Regions from separate parts of the Ovis aries genome. Here region 1 is linked to region 2. The links are chromatin contacts, called in public Hi-C maps. All regions are on one chromosome and are shown on one strand. Each heading gives the region's core, a stretch centred on a gene start, on an enhancer-like site or on the middle of the called end of the contact. The rest is flanking DNA. Distances are from core to core; before and after follow the strand shown. Region 1 overlaps LOC114113914 (a long non-coding RNA gene). Region 2 has its middle 30 kb from the start of AFTPH.

Region 1 (3,420 bases), core at 877-3,376, 140 kb before region 2:
ATGCATTAGCTCTGCTGGGCTCCTATGGACGCGTCTGCTCCCGTGCCGGCCACAGACACCTGCCTTTATTAGCTGGCAACAGAGAGAATGGCCTTTTTGGACCTTCCTCTTGCGAATAATGGATATGCTGCCATAGACCTTCCTGCTTCTGTTTTTTCTGCTTCCTCTGAAGAAAGTGTGTCCAGTGGTCCCTGGCCACTGGGTCTTTATTGGAAAAGCTGTTTTCCAAGATCATTTAGCTCTAAAAAAGTGATGAACCCACAGGGACTTTGAGACCTTGTGTGTGTGTGTGCGTGTGTATGTTAAGACCCATTTTGTAAGAGAAGGTCTCTTTTTTGGGGCTGGGTGAGAGGAGTAAGGAAAGGGTAAAGTGAATAAAAATCTCTCACCTAAATCCTAATGCCTGCAGTTCTTTCCTTCATATGCCACCTCCTACTCTGCAGGGCTTTATAAAGCACTTGTTTATTATCTCATAGGTTTAAAAATTGCCCTCATCTTGCAAATGAGAGAACTGAGGCTCAGAAAGGTTAAGTGACTTGCCCAAAGTCACTCAGCTTAGGGGGTGCCAGACTGAGGATTTCAGTCCATGTCTCTGAATCCCGTGCTCCTTCCAATACCCCAAACCACTTCTCACAGGCTGCCGGCAGCCCGCACATTTACCCCATTTGTAGAGGTCGGCGTCTTCACTTTGACTTTTCACTTTCATGCATTGGAGAAGGAAATGGCAACCCACTCCAGTGTTCTTGCCTGGAGAATCCCAGGGAAGGGGGAGCCTGGTGGGCTGCCGTCTACGGGGTCGCACAGAGTCGGACACGACTGAAGCGACTTAGCGGCAGCAGCAGCATGTTATCCATTTAAACTTCATTTCTGAATCTGTGTATTTCAGCAACAGTTTTGTTTCAGAGGACTCCAGAGAGTAGCCTTACTTAACCTTCCTCTGGAGGGATGTCTCTTTGGTGGGGAGCAGAGAAAAGGGTGGAGGGGGGAGCGGAAGGGAGCAGCCAGCAGCGAATTTTCCCAGTTTTCCACTGGAGGAAGCCAAGGCCTGGGGAATCAGACAAATCCACGATTCTCCTGGCATTCTGAACGTTTGCCAGGTCCCTGCTCTTTGCTCTCACTATTCCTCTGGGCTGGTTCCAAGTGTGGAGGAATGCCTGCTGAAGTGTTTGTGTTGAGGTTGTGTGTGTTGGGGAGGGGTGGAGTGCGGGGAGACTGATGCTGGCAGGAAGGAGGGTGTTTACCAAAAGTCCAGCCAAGCCTTGGGGTCACAGGGGCTGGTCCAAAGTAGGAAGTGTCCTCTGAGCTGGAGGGGCATTTATGTCCTCCAGAACCTCCTGTATTCTGTAGCTTCCTCTGCTCTAGCTGGCTACCCCCTCATGGTACAGATAGAATATGTGTGTGTGTGTGTGTGTGTGTGTGTGTGTGTGTGTGTGTGTGTGTGAAGTCGCTTCATTTGTGTCAGATAGAATACTTTGGTGAAATATTTTTAAGCTAAATACCTGGGTTCAAATCCCACCTCCACTTGTTAGCTGACAGATCTGGGTAAGTCACTTAACTTCCCCATGCATCAGTTTACTCATATACTGAATGAGAATATTAACATCCACTCTCTGGGCTGCTCTGAGGTTTAAACGAATGATGTAAAGCAAAGAGCAAAAGGTGGCTTTGATTAGCAGAGGGTTTGAGGCAGCCAGGAAGTGGGAGGATAATAAAAGGAGACTGCTTGTCCCACAAAGACATTAGCAAGAGGGCAGGAGTGGGTTCAGTGATGAGACAGCTTACAAGGACTTTTGCAAATAGGCCATATGCTGGCTCTGGGGGAACACTGAGAAACTAGTTTGAAAAGCACAAAAGTCATAAAATAGCACTGGTATTATTGGTTTTTTCCCCCTTAGTGTGAGCAAAAATATTCAAGCTGACAAAGCCAAGCCAATCTTCTGGGAACAAGACTCTAAATTTACTTGTGAATCACCTCAGCTTCCTTCCAAGAGAAAGACACCCCCGTCCCTTCACCCAACACCCCCATCTATGACGCATTAGGATCATAACGTCTCAGTTTCTCCCACCAAAATCACAGTCCCTCGTCGTGGGCTTGAGGACAGCCCTGAGGTCTGGTACTGTTTCCTTGTTTCAGTCCCTCTGGCGGTTGGAGTCAGTTTCCAAAACACCCTATCAAGGGAGCGGGATGCGCGCCAAGCTCTACAGTGGACACTAGGTGGCGCCGGACCCCACATTATTCAGGGAACTTGCCCCCCCCCCCCCCCCCTCCACCGCTTCCCTTTCTGGAAAATTGTGGCTGCAGTGACATCCTCTTCTCCGAGAAGGGGGCTATTTCAGTTTACGCCACAAGCATAAAGGGCCACTAGAAGATTCCCCTCGGCTTTGCTGCTAACTGGGACAATTGTCCGGGTGTGGCTACGGAAGGCCGTTCCCGGACCTGAAGCTGGAGACCCGGCAGTCAGTTGCTGAGCTATATATAACTTGTTAGGAACAAGTAGCTTTTTTCAATTTCTGCTCTGCCCAAAGGGGCAGGAAGGAAAAGAACTTTCTCCCTTAGGAAGAGGTGGGGGGCGGGGAAAGTGGCAGATGCCCACGCTCCTCCCTGAACTGCCTGGCATCTGCCTTGCCCGCAAGGAAGGGAGCCGAGGACTTCCAACCCTGACCCCATGCCATTTCATTCCAGGCCCCACCCCTTCTGGCGGGGATCAGCCATCCTCAGTGCCCCAGAGGAGCTGTGTTGTGCGTTTATTTTCTGTCGAGGGATCTGGGCTGAGGTTGCCATTAAGTACCCGCTTAATTTCATTGCACTGAGAGTACACCCTCACAAGGACCGGTGGCATATTAGGATCCCGAGGGCTGTGATCACAAAGTTCTTATGGACAACAGCAGTAAGTGGCAGTTATAAAGTCATTTCCAGTTTTCTAAGTGTTTATGAGCACTCTACCTACAGAGGCAGGTGAATTTCATTTTCTGATTGCAGATAAAGTGACTGACACGCCAGGGTCTCACGGGAGCTGCTGGCACTGATGTCTCTTTGAAACAGTGATGATCCTTGTTGCTTACTATCATTTTCACTGTTATGTTCCCTTTTGTGTAGGAGGCCAAACAGAGCACTTGCCTAAAGACAGCTTTTGGCTACTGAGTTTCTGTTTGGCTCATACTATCTAGGCAAAGGGTCTTCCCAGCTGGTGATAGTGGTTAAAAAGAACCTCCTGCCTGCCAGTGCAGGAGACATAAGAGAGAAGGGTTCGATCCCTGGGTCAGGAAGATCCCCTGGAGGAGGGCCTGGCAACCCACTTCAATATTCTTGGCTGGAGAATCCCAATGGACAGAGGAACCTGGCAGGCTACAGTCCATAGGGTGGACTGAAGTGACTTAGCACGCACTTATCTAGGCAAACGAGAGCTGAATGTGGAGAGC
Region 2 (3,197 bases), core at 367-2,866:
TTTTGGAGAAGGGAAGATGGAAAGCATGAGGAACCACCTTAGTGAAAAGTGCCCTGTAATGATGTCCCACTACCAGTGAAGGGGACAGATAATGTTGCTAAGGAGGGTCATGTGTTGTTCCAATGGTCAATTGTGGGTTGACCTACAGCTGCACCATGTTGGGTTGCTCTGTCTCACATCCACAGCTGGTCTTACATGCTGATTGTGCCCCATGACATGACCACTATGGCCACTAAAGGAACTTTGAGAGTGTGGGAATGGGGTAGCACAAGCCTAGGAGCACCCTTAGAGACCACCCAGAAGGCCTCTATCTTTACTGATAGTGGGGCTGGTGTGTACCACTTTCACACATAAATATCTTGAGCTTGGACAGAAATCCACAGGTAGTGGAAAACTGAGTACACCAGAGGAGATAATCAGACTGTTATGATAGTCCTCAGGCTCTGCCCTGAATCTCTGCCCAAATTTGACCTCCTAACCTGAGGGATGAAGTATACTTAGTCGCTCAGTCAGTTCTCTTTTCAACCCCATGGACAGTAGTTTGCCAGGCTCCTCTGTCCAAGAGATTTCCCAGGCAAGAATACTGGAGTGAGTAGCCATTCCCTGTGCCGGTGGATCTTTCTGATCCAGGGATTGGAAGGCGGATTCTTTACTGTCTGAGCTACCAGGGAAGCCTGGAGGGGAAAGAAGAATTATTTCCAAGAACCCTAGTCTTCTGTCTTGACTCCCAAAGCACCTTCTCCTCATCTGAGTACCTCTGCTGCTCCTCCCACGTCCCCATAAAGCCTTTCTTTTCCATATTGGGCAAGTCTATGAGCTGAGCAGCTTCCTGGGTGAGAGAGAAGTTATCTATTGGAGCAGCTCGTACTGCATAAGCTGTCTGTTTCTGTTGCACATATAGAAGGCAGCTTGGAGGTTTTCTTTGTGTTTTTTGTCTTGTATTGCTTATTTATTTTCACTTTGTTTTAAATAAAAGTTTTAGGCTTCTCAGTATAACGGGCTTTAATAATTTTAAGAACAGATGACTGGGAAATATCTTGCACAAGGCTAAGACCCCCCCCCCCCAAGGAGCAAATGTGAAGGCGACCCCTGCTGGCTGGTTTTGCTCCTGCAGCCCTCTGCCCATCTGAACACGTTAGCTTTTGGGAAGGCCTGTGCAGTTTCACAGGGGAGAATCACCTAGCACCAGAAGATACTTTTGCTTTCCGAAACAATGGTCAGTGCCCCTGTAGACTGACCATGTGTAAAACTCATTCCATCACTCTCTGCCCTTCTCTTTCATCGGCTCTTGCACAAATATTCAGGGTCTTAATTTGTTCGTCCGTGGAACATTTCCGGGGCCCTGAGGCAAAGCCCGCACTTCGCCAGCAGTGGGAGCCTTCAGGCGAAAGAACACGCTTCCTACCCGGGAGTCCAGCATTAGCAGAGTTGGTCTCTTTCAGTAGTAACAGCCCAGCTATCCAGGCTGAGAACACTCAGTCTACAAGGGTTCCTCAGACCCGAGAGGTAGGTTTACATCTACCTAGAATTTTTCAGGAAACTGGAGTATTTATTTTATCATGAGATAACTTAACCCGGTGCTTCCTCTAGGCTGAGGCAGATCCAGGCTGCCCCCTGCAGGTGGGAGGGAGAGGTAAGCATCCTGAGCGCGGCTGCCCAGGCGGCCTTTGCTCAACCCTCGTGACCTTCTTCTCAGCGGTTCCCCCACGCCCTGGGCGTTGCTCCATGTGATGCTCAATACGCGATCCCCAGACTAGCGGCAGGGGTGCACCTGGGAACTTGTTAGAAGTGTAAATTCTCAGGCCCCACCCCAGTCCTACTGAAAGGCAACTCTGAGGGTGGGGCCAGCAGCCCGCTTCAGCAAACCCTCCAGGGGATCCTGATGCACCTCAATTTTGAGAACCACTGGTCTGGAAAGAGCAGTGTAGCCACCTCTGGAGGCCCTACTAGACAGCCCAGCTACTTGAGACGTGGCCCATCCTGGCTCATGTCAGCCTCAGAACCACAGGATCTCAGAAGTGCCTATTGCAGAGCCCTTCCATTTACAAATAAGAACAGTGAGATACAAGGGTGTGAAATGAGAACAGTGAGGTACAAGGATGTGAGGGAATTCTCCCACAAACCTCGCAAATTACAGGAGAGGAAAAGGAATGCCAGGAAAAGTAACCCTCCCAGGGTTCCTCAGACCTACCTGGGTTTGGGGGCTCTGCCCATTCCTCTCTGCAGGTCTGGCTTTCCCATGCCTGTGCCAGGGCGACTCAGAGCTCTAGGCCTTGAGACAGAGCCCCTGGCCTTGCCTTCCTCTCTTCAGAGTGATGTCCCTTCAGTCTTCTCCTTTTTGATCACACTAAGTCCTGCCTGCCACTCAGAGATGAACAGAAAGGGCCCAGTTGTGAAAGGATCACAGCAGGATTTGGTTTTGTTTTTCATCAGTCTCCAGCATCTTAAAACAATTTGTCAATCAACGAGAGATAGGAAGTCACTAGAAAGACAGGAAACATTGGAGGATGGAAACACATCCTGTTCAGCCGCAGCTGTCTTTGTGGATGAGCGCCTGGGTCTTTCTGGCAGGCTGGGATGAAGCGGGTGCACTGCCTCCCTCTCCTCCCAGTGTTCAGATGCACGCTGATTTTCTAGAAGGGCTGGGGAGCTGGGGGGTGGGATGAGGGTGAGGGAGAGAAGAGAATAGCACCTAATAAAAAGCTATGTGTAGAAAGAATTTTCAAATGTCATCTAATATATTTGTTAACAAAATCAGAGGGGTTCGGTCCCCAAGGGGAGATTATACCATGAACATGCAGCTTTCTCTCAAAGACTGGAGAAGCAATCGGCCCCTTTTCTAAGCTCTGCACATAGCCACAGAGATCCCCTGACACTCCCCACTCGCATGGCCTTGGGGACAGGTCGAGCGTTCCTTCGTTTTAGAACATCACCATAATACATTTTCCACCCAGTACCCACTGGGCAGGGTGGGCAGTGGAGGAGACTTTAAACAAAGGAAAAGCTGTCCTTCTCCCCAGATTTGGAGGAGTCATTTTTGCAAGAGGCTTTAACTGAATGCTGCAGCTGAAACTACTGAGGAAGCACTGAGGGAAATCATCCAGTAACAGGAGGGCAATCCTTTTTCACATTTCAGTGAGGGCTCTACTCCCTTCAGCCCTCTTGGGAGGTGAGCTTTGTACAAGGCTGTTCCATTC

The links. A called contact is a pair of places that touch in the nucleus more often than the background predicts.
Region 1: a Hi-C map of hypothalamus shows a contact between it and region 2, with 5 times the contacts expected there. The contact joins two enhancer-like sites. A contact is called at or near these places in 12 of 16 Hi-C or Micro-C datasets (blood, hypothalamus, liver and 6 more).

What each region holds. Positions count from the first base shown.
Region 1 is chr3:43,964,322-43,967,741 of ARS-UI_Ramb_v3.0, reverse strand. The region is part of intron 2 of LOC114113914 (a long non-coding RNA gene); the gene reads right to left. Among named protein-coding and RNA genes, the nearest start is that of LGALSL, 110 kb to the right of the region's middle. Within about 2 kb of position 2,126, at least 37 of the 54 cell types and tissues checked have an H3K27ac peak or open chromatin away from gene starts, as enhancers often do. A contact at or near this core is called in hypothalamus, where this site is marked.
Region 2 is chr3:43,821,015-43,824,211 of ARS-UI_Ramb_v3.0, reverse strand. No RefSeq gene overlaps it. Among named protein-coding and RNA genes, the nearest start is that of AFTPH, 30 kb to the right of the region's middle. Within about 2 kb of position 1,616, at least 30 of the 54 cell types and tissues checked have an H3K27ac peak or open chromatin away from gene starts, as enhancers often do. A contact at or near this core is called in hypothalamus, where this site is marked.